Regions from separate parts of the Sus scrofa genome. Here all the other regions are linked to region 1. A link is a contact called in public Hi-C and HiChIP or PLAC-seq data. All regions are on one chromosome and are shown on one strand. Each heading gives the region's core, a stretch centred on a gene start, on an enhancer-like site or on the middle of the called end of the contact. The rest is flanking DNA. Distances are from core to core; before and after follow the strand shown.

Region 1 (4,794 bases), core at 881-3,380:
GGGAGAAAAAGTTTTAAGTTTGGAAAGTCAAATGTCCAAGCTAGCCTTATAAAAGCGGGGCATCAGAGATCTGAAGATTAGTGTGACCATGGGGCCAGAAGACGAGGAGCTTCTGGCAGGTTATGTTTCCTTAAATATCTACCTAATTATAGTCCTCAGCCGGCGTTCCTCTTAAAGCAAGTGTGACTTTTTTGAGTTTAGAATCTGCGCCTTATGTAGTTCCTGATTTGTTGGCACTCAAGATATTTTTCTCATCCCCAGTCCCAAGGGCTGTTTTAAAACATCGTCTTTGAACAACCGCTACCCTACGCCCGTCCCTAACCCCTCTCGCTGCACTTTTCTACTTAAGACTCCGTCTCCCCACCCCCGCGAAGGTGCTTTGGGTTTGTTTTTAAGTTTCTGAAAATAATCTCTTTTTATAGATTTTCCTTTAAGTCAAAATAGTAGCACAAAAGCGGCTGAGATCGCCAGGGAGCTCGGGAGCAGTTGGCCTCAAAACCGCAAGTTTCTTTTCCTCGATCTTGAAACCTAACGGCAACCCAGCTCCAGCAATTTTCTCACCGCCGCCCTGTCCTTCAAAATGCCTTGAAGCTGGTTTTGCTAGGTCTAGTTCCACCGTAGCGGCAAGAAAGGTTTCTTGGAAAAAATTTTAAGGTAAAGCGAGAGAAACTTCCATATCTGTCGCCCCTGCTCGAGTACAGACCCTTTTACACGGAAACGACAGTGAGCGAGGAGCCCGTCACCCCCGTGGGCCTCACCCAAGCGCCCAGTGTCCCTCCGGCCCTTCCGGGGCGAGCACCCGCGCCTGCGGGGCGAGCGCACGCAGGCTCCTGGGATTGGAAGCGTGCCTAGAGAGGCAGTAAGCTCAGCGCGCCCTCCACCCCGACCCTCAGTCGAAGAGGCTGCGAAGCCCGCGGGTCTCCCCGCACCCCAACCTCCCTTCCCCGGAGATGCAAATCCGCAGCAAAGAGGACCGGAGAGAGTTACCCGCCGAGGCCTAGGCGCGAAGACCACAGAAACGCCCCGGACTCCCGGGCCGGGGGCCCTCTGCTTTCGACGCGCCCGCCGCCGCTCTCTCCAGCCAGCTGCTGCCTCTCCCTCGGCGCCTGCAGCATCGGGCCGCCGAAGCCCGCGGCTGGCGGAACTGGAGGAAGGTGGCGCGGCTCAGGGGCGGCACAGGGAGGAATCAGTCTCCTTGGACCCTGCCGGGAAGCAGGGAAGGATGCAGCGCCGCCCGGAGTCCGAGGCGCCCACCAGCGCGTGCGCTGCCCGCAGCTCCTGGCTCTCGATCCAGTCAAAAGCGTGGAAAGCCTCGGGAGCCGCGGGGAAGCTCCTCCTGCTGGGCGGCTGGCGCCAGATGCGTGGTGGCCGTGGCCGCCCGCAAGTTGGCTGAGGAAGGTGCAATGCGGAGGGAGGCGTTGGGGCGCCGGGGCAGGCGAGGCAGGAGCGCGGCCAAGCTCCTACCTTTCCGGCTGGGCAGACTCCCGCCGCGCGCCCTCTCCTGGAGTCCGGGACAGGAAAATCACCACGAGGGGAGGGCAGGGAAAAAGCGGCGGGTGGCTTCAGGACAAGGTAGGAGGATCAAGTTGCACAGCCTAGGAGACTCTGCCATCCCTCCTAGATTTGTTTGGAAGGCTGCAGAGACCAAAGCTAGGGGCAGCTCAGGTACCTCCCCCCGCCCCACCCGGCTGGCAGGCAGCACAAGTAAACACTTTTGCTTGACTCTCTGTGGACTTTGGTGACACCAGGAGGGGCAAGGCGGTTTGGTCCCCAGCAGAAAGGGAGGGGGCGGTCAGAGAGATCCGTGTTTCTGGGATCTGCCCTTTCAAGGACAAATGTATTAGTGCTTTTTTCTCTTTTGGCGGAAACATTACTGTAGGGAGTAGAACCAAGGTGAGATGTGCATTTTCTTCTCTTGTTAAAGTTGGTCTTCCTTGATAAAAGCATATATTAATAATGACTTCATACTTGGATAGCTGTGAATACTTTTTAAATTTCAGTGTTTGTGAAATAACTCGCTGTTTAGTAACATTCAACTAGTAACTCCAGACTTTGAGCACTGAACATCATCATCACATTCTGTCAGATGACTCCAGGAAGAAGAGCCACAGATTTGGGTGCAATTCAAAGTAAGTAATGTGGAGTTCCCCTTGAGGTGCAGCGGAAACAAATCCGACTAGGAACATGAGGTTGTGGGTTTGATCCCTGGCCTCACTCAGTGGGTTAAGGCTCTGACTCTTGCCGTGAGCTGTGGTATAGGTCACAGAGGTGGCTCGGATCTGGTGTTGCTGTGGCTGTGGCATAGGCCAGCAGCTGTAGCTCCGAATAGACCCCTATCCTGGGAACTTCCATATTCCCTGGGTGCAACCCTAAAAAGACCAAAAAAGGGAGTTCCCGTTGTGGTGCAGCGGTAACAAACCCAACTAGTATCCATGAGGATGCGGGTTCGATCCCTGGCCTTGCTCAGTGGGTTAAGGATCTGGCATTGCTGTGAGCTGTGGTGTAGGTTGCAGACATGGCTCAGATCTGGTTTTGCTGTGGCTCTGGTGTAGGCCAGCAGCTACAGCTCCAATTCGACCCCTAGCCTGGGAACCTCCATATGCCACAGGAGTGGCCCAAAGAAATAGCAAAAAAAAAAAAAAAAAAAAAAAAGACCAAAAAAAAGTGAGTAATGTGTCACCACTTCATCTGTGATGGACCTTGTGGTGTTTGTGTTAATTTTGACAACAGCCCTAGGAGCACTTGTTATTTTCCCAGGTCTACTATCAAAAAATTCAGAGGGTCCAGAAATCCCTATCATTTCCTTTTCTACAAATTGCCTCTGATGGAACCCACACAGATTTTGCAGTTTTAAACATGGTTCCTGAGACATCAGAGTAGTGAAAAGTGTTTATGGAATTTGTCTATTTGGGCCCATTTTTCTTGAGGTTACTTTGCTCTTTTAGGTTCTCCTAAGTTTATTATTCTTCTCTTGTTCAGGATTTTCTTTCTTTCTTTCTTTCTTTCTTTCTTTCTTTCTTTCTTTCTTTCTTTCTTTCTTTCTTTTTTTGTCTTTTAGGGCCACACCCGAGGCATATGGAGGTTCCCAGGCTAGGGGGTCAAATCAGAGCTGTAGCTGCTGGCCTATGCCACAGCCACAGCAATGCCAGATCCTTAACCCACTAGCAAGACAAGGGATCGAATCTGTGTCCTCATGCTCAGATTCATTTCTGCTGAGCCATGACAGGAACTCCAGTTCATGATTTTCAGAATTAAACACAAATTAAACCTCCTCTCCTCTAGCTTTCCTAAGACTTTTGGATCTATACAGTCATACGCAAAGGGGAAAGTCCCTCCAATTTTCTTAGGTGACATTTGCACTTCTTCATAGTTGTAGTGTCCAAAAAGGCACTGTTCACCCTAACCTAGTTGAAATTCCATCTCCTCCACTGACCCACTGAGTGACCTTGAGCAAGTGACTTACCCCAGTGACTTCTTTTTGGTCTCCTCTAAAGTGAGATAATACATCCTCTTTTCAGGGGTGGTTAGGAGGATTAAAATAGACGGTGACAGAAAGAATTCTCGGTACAATGCTTATCGCAAAACCCATCAATTCAGAAAGAATATTAACTACCAGTCATTTCCTACCATGAGTCAACTCTCCTGCATGCATTCGTATGTGTTCCTATCACCCATCCTGGAGTCAGGAGGTGAAATAAGGTACCTAAGGTCACACTCCCTATTTTGCAGTGTGATTCAAATGAAAGTGCCTGGAACCCAAATCAGTTTTCTCTCCAGAATGTCATACAACTATGTAACCATCTGTGGCAGGGGCTTTTGACCTGTGAAAATATTTTTTTTATTTTAATTCAGGATACATTATTACATGGGTACATGATTGCAACTAAGTAAAAAGTTTGAATTCTTGTGGAAGGTAATAAAGAATTAAGCAGCATAATGAGATTATAAATTTGTAGCCCTCTCTGGGATACTGTTTTTGGTAATGAGAGGGGAGTGTTTTCCACAATATAAATTTTTAACTCAGCCTTTGTGGAAGTAAGAGGCTATTGGAACATGCAGACTTTTAAAGTTCCCTTAATCATAGTATTTTGGCAGTGTACATATAGGGCTGGCCCTATGTGCTAGGGTTTTTGGTTTTTGTTTGTTTGTTTGTTTGTTTGTTTCCCATTAAGGATGGTGCAGTCTCTTTGAATTAAAATGACCCTTTTTTCATGAGGTGGGTCCCAGGGTATCCCAGGTGAATGCCAGTTTTCTCCCACTACCTTGGAATGCAATTCACCACCCCTAGACTCAAGTCTAGAGTGAGGTTCAAGAAAGTAGTATTTTGGAGTTCCCTTTGTCGCTCAGCAGAAATGAATCTGACTAGCATCCATGAGGACGCAGGTTTGATCCTTGGCCTTGCTCAGTGGGTTAAGGATGTGGCGTTGCCATGAGCTGTGATGTAGGTTGCAGACTTGGCTTGGATTCCACCTTGCTGTGGCTTTGGTATAGGCCAGCAGCTACTGTTCCAACTCGACCTCCAAATGCTGTGGGTGTAGCCCCAAAAGAAGACCAAAAAAAAAAAAAAGAAAAAAAGAAAAAGAAAGTAGTATTTCTTCCTCACCCAAATGTAGAGCTTGCCTTCCAAATTCTCATTCCTTGTCTCAAGTACCAGCTTTCTTGGCATGAGTGATGTGGGACTGTCTGCTCTATGTGAGGAGACCTACTTGTAGGTAAGTGCTTTCAGCAGGTCACAATCTGGTCAGAGTAAAATGAACCCCAGGACTGGAGACACCCACACAAGAGCCAAGAAGC
Region 2 (4,938 bases), core at 1,954-4,453, 69 kb before region 1:
CTTTTTCTTCTGGAGAATTTGTCTGGTTTGCCTCATGCATGTGTCTAGCTTGAGACCAGGTTTCTGTGTGGTGAACGTGAACACTGGGTAAGAAGCAGAGGATTGCGGTCCCAGTGACACAGTGTGTGTGTGTCACTCTGCTGTGGATATTTACCACGTGGAGTCCAGCAGTTTACGAGTCAGTGAAATCTTCCATGAGTTATATCTTATGAATTTCTACTCTGTGGTAGGTGGCAGGTTGCCACAGGTTACACTGGGGGCCTTCTCCAGGTCTTATCCTTCCCACTTCTCACTCCCAGAGTGACTAATAGGAGCCAGTCCACTGTGACTAAGGTTGAAAAGAGCTGTGGTGGGGACAGACCATCCCAGAGTTGATCTTGGGAAGAATTTTTGAACGTAATTAAATTTATTAAAAACCACTGCTGTAACAGACTGAATCTGGCTATACTATAGTAGTAGTGATTTGCCCTAGTATACACTTTTGATAGAGATTTCTATTGTGTTCTGCTTTGAACTGGATATTCTATCAAAGCAAAATACAGACTTGAACAACTTAAGGAACTAGAAAAAGAACAAATTAAACCCAAAGTTACTGGAAAGAAGGAAACAAAAGAAAACAGGAAAAAGCAGAAAACAGCAAGCGTCGGCAAGGATGTGGGGAAATTTAACCCTTGTGCACTGTTGGTGGGAATGTAAAATAGTACAGCTTCTGTGGGAAACAGAATTTTTTGGTGACTCCTCAAAAAATTGAAAATAGAATTGCCATATGATCCAGCAATTCCACTTCTAGGTATAGACCCAAAAGAATTGAAACAGAGATATTTTTATACCCATGTTCATAGCCACATTATTCACAATAGTTGAAAAATGGAAGCAACCTAAGTGTCCGTCAGCTACTGAATAGATAAGCAAAGTGTGGGATATACATAAAATGGAATATCAAGCCTTAAAAAAGAAGGGAATTCTGCAGTATACCACAGTGTGGATGTACCTTAAGCACATGCTAAGTGAAATAAATAAGCCAGTCACAAAAAGAAGAATATTATATGATTCCATTAGTACGAGGTACTTAGAATACTCAATTTTTTTTTTTTTTTTTTTGCTTTTTCACCCCGTACCCACAGCATATGGAGGTTCCCAGGCTAGGGGTCGAATTGGAGCTCACTGCCTGCCTAGGCCACAACACAGGAACACCAGATCCAAGCCATGTCTGCGACCTATACCACAGCTCACAGCAATGCCGGATCTTTAACCCACTGAACAAGGCCAGGGATCGAACCCCCAACCTTATCGTTCCTAGTCAGATTCATTTTCACTGTGCCAGGACAGGAACTCCAGAGTATTCAAAATTATAAACACAGAAAGTAGAATGGTGAGTTCCAGGGGCTGGCAAAAAAGAGAATCAGGAGTACTAGGTATGGATTTTAGTTCTACAAGAAGAAGAGAGTTATGAGATGGATGTTGGTGATGCCTGCACAACAGTATTAATATAGTTGATATCACTGAACTATTTGCTCATAAATGGTTAAGATAGATTTTATATCAGGTGTATTTTACCACAATAAAAAAAAAAAAGCTTGAACATAAAGGCTAGTTTGTGTAGACATTTGTTATAGAAATGGCTTAAACACAACCAGATTTCTCCCTTCATATACTATTGCTGTTTCAGACATAGCTTTTCATTAATTCTCTTTTGCTTATGATCACAATGAAGGCTGGTGGAAAGGAATGAAGCAGTTTCTCCCTGCCAGATCAGTGGAGCATGAGGAAACCCCAGTCCGCTACAGCAGTAGTGAAGTGAATCACTTGAGTCCAAGGGAAGTCACCACAGTGCTGCAGACGGACTCTGCAGGTAATGAGTGGCAGCTCTGGAGCCACGGGTGGAGGGAGGAAAATGCTATACTTGCTATAAGTGCTTTGGGATTTAACAGTATCTTTCATCTTTTTCATGATGAGCTAGTTTTCCAAAGGTAGAACCACTTTTTAAAAGCTCATCAAGAGTCATTTGTGTTTTAGATATTCTATCCATAAATTTGGGATATTAATTTCTAAAAACTTAGGGCACTTTGTTTACCTGGAATTTCATGTTTTTGGGGGGGAATTGGGGGTATTAAAAAGGCAGCAGGAAAGACACAGTGGGCCTTACAGTAATTCCCTATTGACCCTAGGGAATTCCCTATTAAATACATATTTTAAGTATTTTCTAGTATTTGAAAAGGAAAAAAAAAATCTGTGAAATGATTTTCCAAGACTAGCATTATTCCAAATACTAGTATTTGAATATTTACTACTATTCTAATACTAGTGTATATTAGAATATTTATTTTCCAATGAAATATTATCTGAAGAACATATGCGAACACTCTTTATGCAAAACCACATGAATGACGCTTTCTGGCACATCTACAAGATAACATCTTTCATTTTAATTTTTTAAGTTGGTTCTTACTGGAAAATCCATAGGTCTCTATTGATAGCAAACACTCCATAAAGTGTTTGCTTTGGTATAAGCCTTCAGCTGCCATCCTCAATTGTAAGATCCCTGCGTTAATGACGTGACATTTCTGTTGTCTGTGTTTTGTGACTTCCACAGAGTATGCACAGCCACTTGTGGGAGGAATTGTTGGCACACTCCATCAGAGATCCACCTTTAAACCAGAAGAAGGAAAAGAAGCCGGGTATGCTGACCTAGATCCTTACAGCTCTCCTGTGCAAGAAGTTTATCATGCCTATGCTGAACCACTCCCAATCACTGGGCCTGAGTACGCCACCCCAATTGTCATGGATATGTCCGGGCACCCCACAGGTTCAGTTGGTCTGCCCTCAACGTCCACTTTCAAAGCCACAGGAAACCAGCCTCCTGCTTTAGTGGGAACATACAACACTCTTCTCTCCAGGACTGATAGCTGCTCTTCAGCCCGGGCCCAGTATGATACCCCAAAAGGTGGGAAGCCAGGCCCAAGTGCCCCCGATGAATTGGTGTACCAGGTACCACAGAGCACACAGGAGGTGGCAGGAGCGGGGAGGGATGGTGAATGTGATGTCTTTAAGGAAATCCTTTGAAGGTGATGCTGCTTTTTACAAAGCATCATTTTAAAGCACATGGCCTTTTTTATTGTGTTAGTGGTAGTAATATATAGAACGTGTTACATGATCTGTCACGGATGTGCTTGGGGGAAGCGTGAGGACCGAGGTACAGGAAGCTACTCATCTTGCTTTAAAAGTGTCATCATGGCACAGTTACCACTTGCTTGTTAAATTTCAGACTTCCTGTTTGTTACTACTGTAAAACATGATTTTAATACAGAAAAAGCTCCCTACTATGCACTTCAAGAGAATTAAAAATCACTGAGTATTTATTACCAATGCTGCAGGTACATTATGAACTCAAGATGGCTCTGTAAGCCTTTCTGGCAATAAGCATGGTACTCTTCGTAAAATGTCTAATGGCTTGAAATTCTGCTCTTTGTGAAAGGTGGGTACTATCATGATTTCTTCCTCTTCTCTTCCCATATTGCATTCTGGATTAAAAAATCAGCAATACAATCATTGTTTTGATTATAGTCATATACACTTAGCCATCTTTGCTTAGGAAGATCTGTACTGGGAAACTGACCTCTAATGAGGAGGGTGGTTTTTCACTTTCTGACACGGCTAAGAGCTTTAACCCTTCATCATCCATGACCTGGTCTCATCCCTCCTTGTTTTACCTGGGGCCCGTGGTGGCCAGCCCCACTCTTCTGTTTATAAATGCTTGAGTGTTGTTTTCATGGGTGATCCTTGCTTTATCAGCCTCATTATTTCAGATCCCCTAATGTTTCTGAGGGGAAACAGAACAACTCTACAAATTTAAAAAAAAAAAAAAAAGCTATACAGGAGATTCTCCACCCCCAACTTTATTTGCAGTGGAATTTTTCCAGAGAGGGTTGTGGAACGCTGAGGGCTTCTAACTGAACACTGTAAACAGTACACACTTAAAATATCGTGGTGAAAGGCAAAGTCATTCCTGAGAAGTCCTATAAATTACCTTCCCCCGCAAAAAAGGTAGCCAGAATTTGCCCTCTTTGGTTTTACATTTATAGATTTTTCTTCGAATCTCAAGGTGTTGTTTTTAGTCAAATGAAGAAACATTTGTTTTCCACAGTAAACTAATGTAAGAAATATAAACCTAGCATGTATTCTTCAGCTCTGTGGAGGCAGGAGTCATCCTTTACATTGTACCTGAGGAACAAATGTTTGAGCATCCTAGCCGTGGAAAATTCCTGTCTTGTTTTTGATGCCCCTGGGCAACTTCTTTGTCACTTTTTGCCCAGAACTTGTTTCAGATGGCTGAAATAGAAAGTGTCTGCAGTTTACCAGCCTTAGTGTAAAAAACCATCTTTAAAAGCCTTTAGGAATTCCCATCGTGTCTCAGTGGTTAACAAACTCAAGTAGTATCCATGAGGACCCAGGTTCAATCCCTGGCCTTGCTCAGTGGGTTAAGGATCTGGCGTTGCCATGAGCTGTGGTGTAGGTCACAGAGGTGGCTCAGATCTGGCATTGCTGTTACTGTAGCATAGGCTAGCAGCTATAGCTCTGATTCACCCCCTAGCCTGGGAACCTCCATATGCCTCAGGTGCGGCCCTAAAAAGACAAAAGACCAAAATAAAATAAGTAAGTCTTTAGACTGGTAAATTAATATGAGAAATCATATGATTAAAATATATGAACTTGGCATCTGTTCTTCTATCAACCTTATTTTGTAGACTTAAACGTTGAAATGTACTTCCCCATCAGGTTCTAGTCATTTCCTGTAGCCTGCACCACCAGGTGATGTTGCCAGAAGTGGCTAAATTTGACTGCAGATCTACAGTGTTCATTTTACTTCCATGAGTGTGCGCCACTATGATAAAACATTGCTTCAAAACAGAACTGCTTATTTCCATAGCCTCCCTGCCT
Region 3 (4,965 bases), core at 2,395-4,894, 110 kb after region 1:
CCATGGGTGCAGTGGAAAAAGAGAAAAAAAGAAAAAGAAAAAAAAAAAAGAAAAAAGAAAAAAAAAAGGGTAAGAACCCTGATGTTGCACCTCATGTTTTACTACTTACTATAAACATACAATGTGTCCCTATTAGCTTTCTGATGCTTGAAATTGCTTGACAAGGGAATGCCTTTTATTCCACACTTAGAAATAAGGTTTAAATACAAGGATCTTCCTTGTAGATAACTTGAATCCCAAGGAAGTATAATTAAACTCCCCTTAAACAGGCTGTTAAGGTCTTTCTTAAGCAAAATAAGTGAGGGTAGGCAAGGCACTGGAAACCAGAGGAGGAAATGACAGTGGCCCTGTGCACAGAGGCTAAGGATGGGGAGGGATGGAAACCTGGAAACTAGCACAGTACTCAAGACCAACTATCTGACTGGGCAAATGTTCAAAATATCCTGTGCCTGCTTATCTTTTACTGACTTTATGGGTATTCTCAGAATTAGAGCAATAATGAAGGGGGCTCTTAAAGAAAAATGGGCCAGAGAGATTCCTTTTCATTAATGAAGTTCGCATATCACTACCAGGTGCAGTAAACCCTATCATACACATCTAGAAGAGGCAAACAAACCCTTCCTTAAGTGACAGTTTTTTTTTCTGTTTCTTTTAAAATTGAGGTATAAGTGACATATTAAATTAATTTCGAGTGTATGACGATGATTTGATATATCTATCAATTACAAAATGATTGCTACAATATACTGGTTAATTTTTTTATATAGTTATAATTTTTTTCTTGTGATAAGGCTTTTAAGATCTCTCTTAGCAACTTTCAAAAATACAATATAATATTGCTAACTCTAGTCACCATCCTGTGTCTTACATCCCCAGGACTTATTTATTTTATGACTCAAAGTTTGTATCTTTTGACCCCCTTCACCCATTTGACCCTCACTCCCTTCCCCAATCTCACTGTCTCACAACACTCTTCTCAATTCCTTCTGAGCATCTGACAGTTTCTTCTGCTCAGACTACTCTCTGTTCTGTCATTCTATATACATTCAGAGCCAACCACATGCCAGGCACTGTGGTAGGTGCTGGGGATACAAAGACCCTGATCTCATGAAGCTCAAGGTATAGGGGGGCAGACAGACATGTTGTCTGTGGGACAAGTGTTTAGGTAGGGGCAAACTCAGGGGAAAGGCACACGAGGTTGGCAAGGTAGAGAAAGGTTGGCAGGAATAGAATTAGGAGTGACCAAGTGATTGTGGGCAGGTGCACAGGCCTTGGACCCAGGATGCAGCGAGGGTATCCCTGCTGGAGTTGAGGCCCCCAGCTGCCCTGTGTATCTCTCTTCTCTGAACACAAACATCACCTGCCCTTCATCTCCTCTCTTATACCTTGAGGTTTTCTTTCCTCTCTCTTTCTTTTTCCTTCCTTCCTTCCTTCCTTCCTTCCTTCCTTCCTTCCTTCCTTCCTTCCTTCCTTTCTTTCTTTCTTTCTTTCTTTCTTTCTTTCATTCATCTTTTTAGGGCCACACTCATGACATATGGAGGCTCCCAGGCCAGGGATAAAATCCGAGCTGTAGCCACCAGCCTATACCACAACCACACAACGCCAGATCCCAGCTGTGTCTGCAACCTACGCCACAGCTCAGGGCAATGCCGGATCCTTAACTCACTGAGCGAGGCCAAGGACTGAACCCGCAATCTTATGGATGCTAGTAGGGTTCGGTAACTGCTGAGCCATGATGGTGGGAACTCCAGGTATTCTTTTCAATGGTCTAGATTAGTCAAGAAGGGTTGATGCTCAACTAACATTCTTTCTTTCTTCCTCTCCTTCCCTCCCTTCCTTCTTCCTTCCTTCCTTTTCTCTTTCTTCAGTCGCCTCTGCAGCATATGGAAGTTCCTAGACCAGGGGTCAAATCACAGCTACAGCTGCTGGCCTATGCCACAGCCACAGTAACAAGATATCTGAGCCACATCTATAGCCTATGTTGCTTGTGGCAATGACGGATACTTAACTACCGAGGGAGGCCAGGGATCCAACTCACATCCTCACAGACACTATATCAGGTTCTCAGCCCCTTGAGTCACAAAGGGAACTCCTTTTTCTTCCCCTACTTAATGTTTCTTTATTCCTCTCCCAAAGAACTCCCAGACCCTCCCTCACTTTGTTGAAGGCTGAACCTTCTCCAGGTTGCTCAGTTCTGGTGTCTCCCCTGCCAAAGGAACTGCCAGGCTTCTGGGCTGGGTTTGGTCCCCTCTTAGTGCTCACTCAGTCCCCACATTCCTTGCAGTGGCCACATTCTAGAATGGTAGTTTTTATATTTCCTTTGCCAACTCAGTCTCACAGGTAAAGCATCCTCCAAAGCAGTTTAATCACTTCTTAATCTAAGCTTTTACCATTTACTGAATCTCTAGAGAGTTAGGCTTGCCCACCCAGCTAACACTCTGCTCCCATGTGAGAGCTGCCAGATGCTGCTGTAATTGGATAAAATACACTGCCCTAAACAACTGGTCAAACATGTAGCCATGGAAGTTCCATAATTACATCTAGCCACTAAGAAAAAGCTTGTAGAAACTACCACTGGTGGCTTAAATAATTATCTGCTGCTTGAAATGAAAATCATCCTGGAGATTTAAGGGACAAAGGAGCCCATGACAATTGTTCTTACACTCATATGCAGACAACATGGAACTGTGGTACGGTTACAGGGGAAAAAAACAACAACAACTATGAAATCTATGTTAGCTTCGTTTCTCATTTCTTTAAAAGCATGTGTGTGTGTGTGTGCGCGTGCGTGTGCGCGCGCGCCTGCGCTCATGTGTTTTGGGGAATAAGGAGGAGTGTGTCCTGCCTAGTTTACAGGAGTTATTGGGAGTATTAAACGTGAGATATATTTGGCAGCACCCTACAACTGCAGGATGATAAATATTTTAAAGTTTCTTATTCCTCGATCACCCAAATACAACAGGTCATGAGTTTTATGCTGGTTTAGAAAAACACTTTTGCTTTTCCTATTGCTAGAACAATCAATTGTACACTGTAGGAGCAAGGCCTGGGAAGATTTTAATGATAGAAATGTGCTATGGTGTTGATCGCAGAAAATCTTTTCCTAGGATTTTCTTAGGACCATTTTCATTAGCTTTTCTGACTCCTTTGAAAAACTAGCCCATAGGTTAGGAGTTTCCCAGGCTCCGCCCCCACCAATCCTACCAATTTTAGAAGATTTAGAGGACTGGATCCGGGACCTTCTATACATAAAAAGAACCAGAATTTGCAATGCTGTTTAAAAGTTGTAAGTCAGGGCAGGAGTCTCTGGGCATATTTCTGCCCAGGTTAGTCCTCAGTCCGTCCAGCCCTACTTTGCCTTCTCCCTGTGGCTGGCTGAACCACAGACCAGAGGTTGTACGTGACAAGAAGGCTTCTTTTATCTCTTCCAGCGCTTCCACGGCCCTCTCCTACCACCGCCACCCGGTTCTCTTCCCGTGGGACCCGCCCTTCTGGCGGCGGTGGATTCTTTTATCTCCCGGGTGCGCCCCTGCAGGCGGCGATAGGAGACAGAACTACAGCTCCCGGCATCCCCCGCCTCCCGCCTGCCGCTGGCAAGCCGACCCGGTAGTAGCTCTTCTCCCGCAAAAGTTCCTTCACCCGGCGCTGCTCGCTCTTTAGGACCCCAGGGAGCACAAGGGCCGCTCTCTGGGAGGCGGGCACTGTCCGGGGTGACAGCGCGGGAGCGGGGCTATGCACTTGGGCGGGCTGAGCGCGGGCCCCTGCTGGCGTGCGGCGCGTGCCGGCTGCGGAGAGCTAAGCGCTTGGTCCCGGCGCTATGCTGTGGGACGCCTCTGCCGGCCGCCTGGCACCACTTGCCCCCAGCAGAGCCGCGGGCTGGGGCACGGCCCCACGACGGGAGGCAGCCCCCGGCTGAGGACCGGGGTGGCGGCGGGGCTAGCGGGGCTGGCAGGGCTGGCCGCTGCCGCCTTCGGGCAGGTGGAGCGTGCGGAGATGGTGCGCAAGAGCTCGGGGACGCCGAGCACCTTGCCCGGGAAACCGGAGGAAGACGACGACGAACTAGCCCGCCGCTGCAGCTGCTTCATGGCCCCGCCTGTGACTGACCTGAGCGAGCTGCGGACTAGGCCGGAGGACATGAAAACCAAGATGGAGCTGTTGATACTGGAGACCCAGGCCCAGGTGTGCCAGGCGTTGGCACAGGTGGATGGGGGTGCCCGCTTCTCTGTGGATCGGTGGGAGAGGAAAGAAGGTGAGGAGGTCGGCCCCTAGAGGGAGGTGGAGATAGGGAAAAGAGGTCAGGCTGGTAGTAAATGACTCAGAATAGGGGATGGAAGTAAGGAAAGGGTACCTGTAACAGCCTTTGCTGGGTTAAAAGGGACACAGTTAAAAAGACTGACACTGACAGGGTCATCAGCCCTCAGCTTGGATTTGTGGACCTAGATCGGCTGTCACTCTAGTACTGGACATTTTTTAAATCTTCTCAATTTTATAATGGCATTTTCCGTAGAAATCAGTAGGTCGCTTTTAGCCAACAAACTTGGATGTCCTAGGTTGTAATTGAGCATAGATTTTTTTTCACATTTCATCTGCTTCTCTGGGTGCGTTTACCCTATCTCCTTTGGAGCTGGGAAAAAAAAAAAAAAAGCTAGCTCCTCTTTACTAAGTGTAAGCCGGTCTCTGGTCTCCTCCAGCTGAGGGAGTTACTGTGTCCTTATGTCCTTTCCCCAGGTTGTGCAAGAAGTATTTGATTCAGCTTGTCAGTAGTTCTGCCAGATGCGCCATCAGATTGCCTGCCAGGAAAATCTTTACCTCCACTGGCAAAATACTTCAGTATTAAAACCAAGTTTTTACAGAGTCCTATATTCATGACCATGTTATTGCCTATGCAGTGGAACCCTACATCTTGGTCATAAATTTAAAGTATTTCTGATTCTTCTTACCTGGGAATACTAACAACAACTTCTC

The links. Hi-C and Micro-C count contacts between places; a contact is called where the count stands out from the background. HiChIP or PLAC-seq counts read pairs in DNA pulled down with a chosen protein or histone mark.
Region 2: a Hi-C map of embryonic fibroblasts shows a contact between it and region 1, with 2.6 times the contacts expected there. The contact joins the enhancer-like site here to the promoter of ST3GAL6 in region 1. A contact is called at or near these places in 2 of 5 promoter capture datasets (fetal liver and liver), 23 of 47 Hi-C or Micro-C datasets (adipocytes, alveolar macrophages, blood and 12 more) and 2 of 2 datasets of contacts at active chromatin or transcription factors (alveolar macrophages and skeletal muscle).
Region 3: an H3K27ac HiChIP or PLAC-seq map of skeletal muscle shows a contact between it and region 1. The contact joins the promoter of CPOX here to the promoter of ST3GAL6 in region 1. A contact is called at or near these places in 2 of 5 promoter capture datasets (fetal liver and liver), 9 of 47 Hi-C or Micro-C datasets (brain, embryonic fibroblasts, epiblast stem cells and 5 more) and 2 of 2 datasets of contacts at active chromatin or transcription factors (alveolar macrophages and skeletal muscle).

The regions. Positions count from the first base shown.
Region 1 is chr13:160,223,207-160,228,000 of Sscrofa11.1, forward strand. ST3GAL6 (type 2 lactosamine alpha-2,3-sialyltransferase) reads right to left here and starts at 2,131. Exons shown (of 11, transcript XM_021070677.1): 1 at 1,465-2,131.
Region 2 is chr13:160,153,143-160,158,080 of Sscrofa11.1, forward strand. It overlaps DCBLD2 (discoidin, CUB and LCCL domain-containing protein 2), which reads left to right. Exons shown (of 16, transcript XM_021070662.1): 15 at 1,715-1,852; 16 at 2,594-4,938. The coding sequence ends at 3,063. Among named protein-coding and RNA genes, the nearest start is that of ST3GAL6, 70 kb to the right of the region's middle. Within about 2 kb of position 3,204, at least 5 of the 83 cell types and tissues checked have an H3K27ac peak or open chromatin away from gene starts, as enhancers often do.
Region 3 is chr13:160,328,792-160,333,756 of Sscrofa11.1, forward strand. CPOX (coproporphyrinogen oxidase) reads left to right here and starts at 3,645. Exons shown (of 7, transcript NM_001243844.1): 1 at 3,645-4,249. The coding sequence starts at 3,733.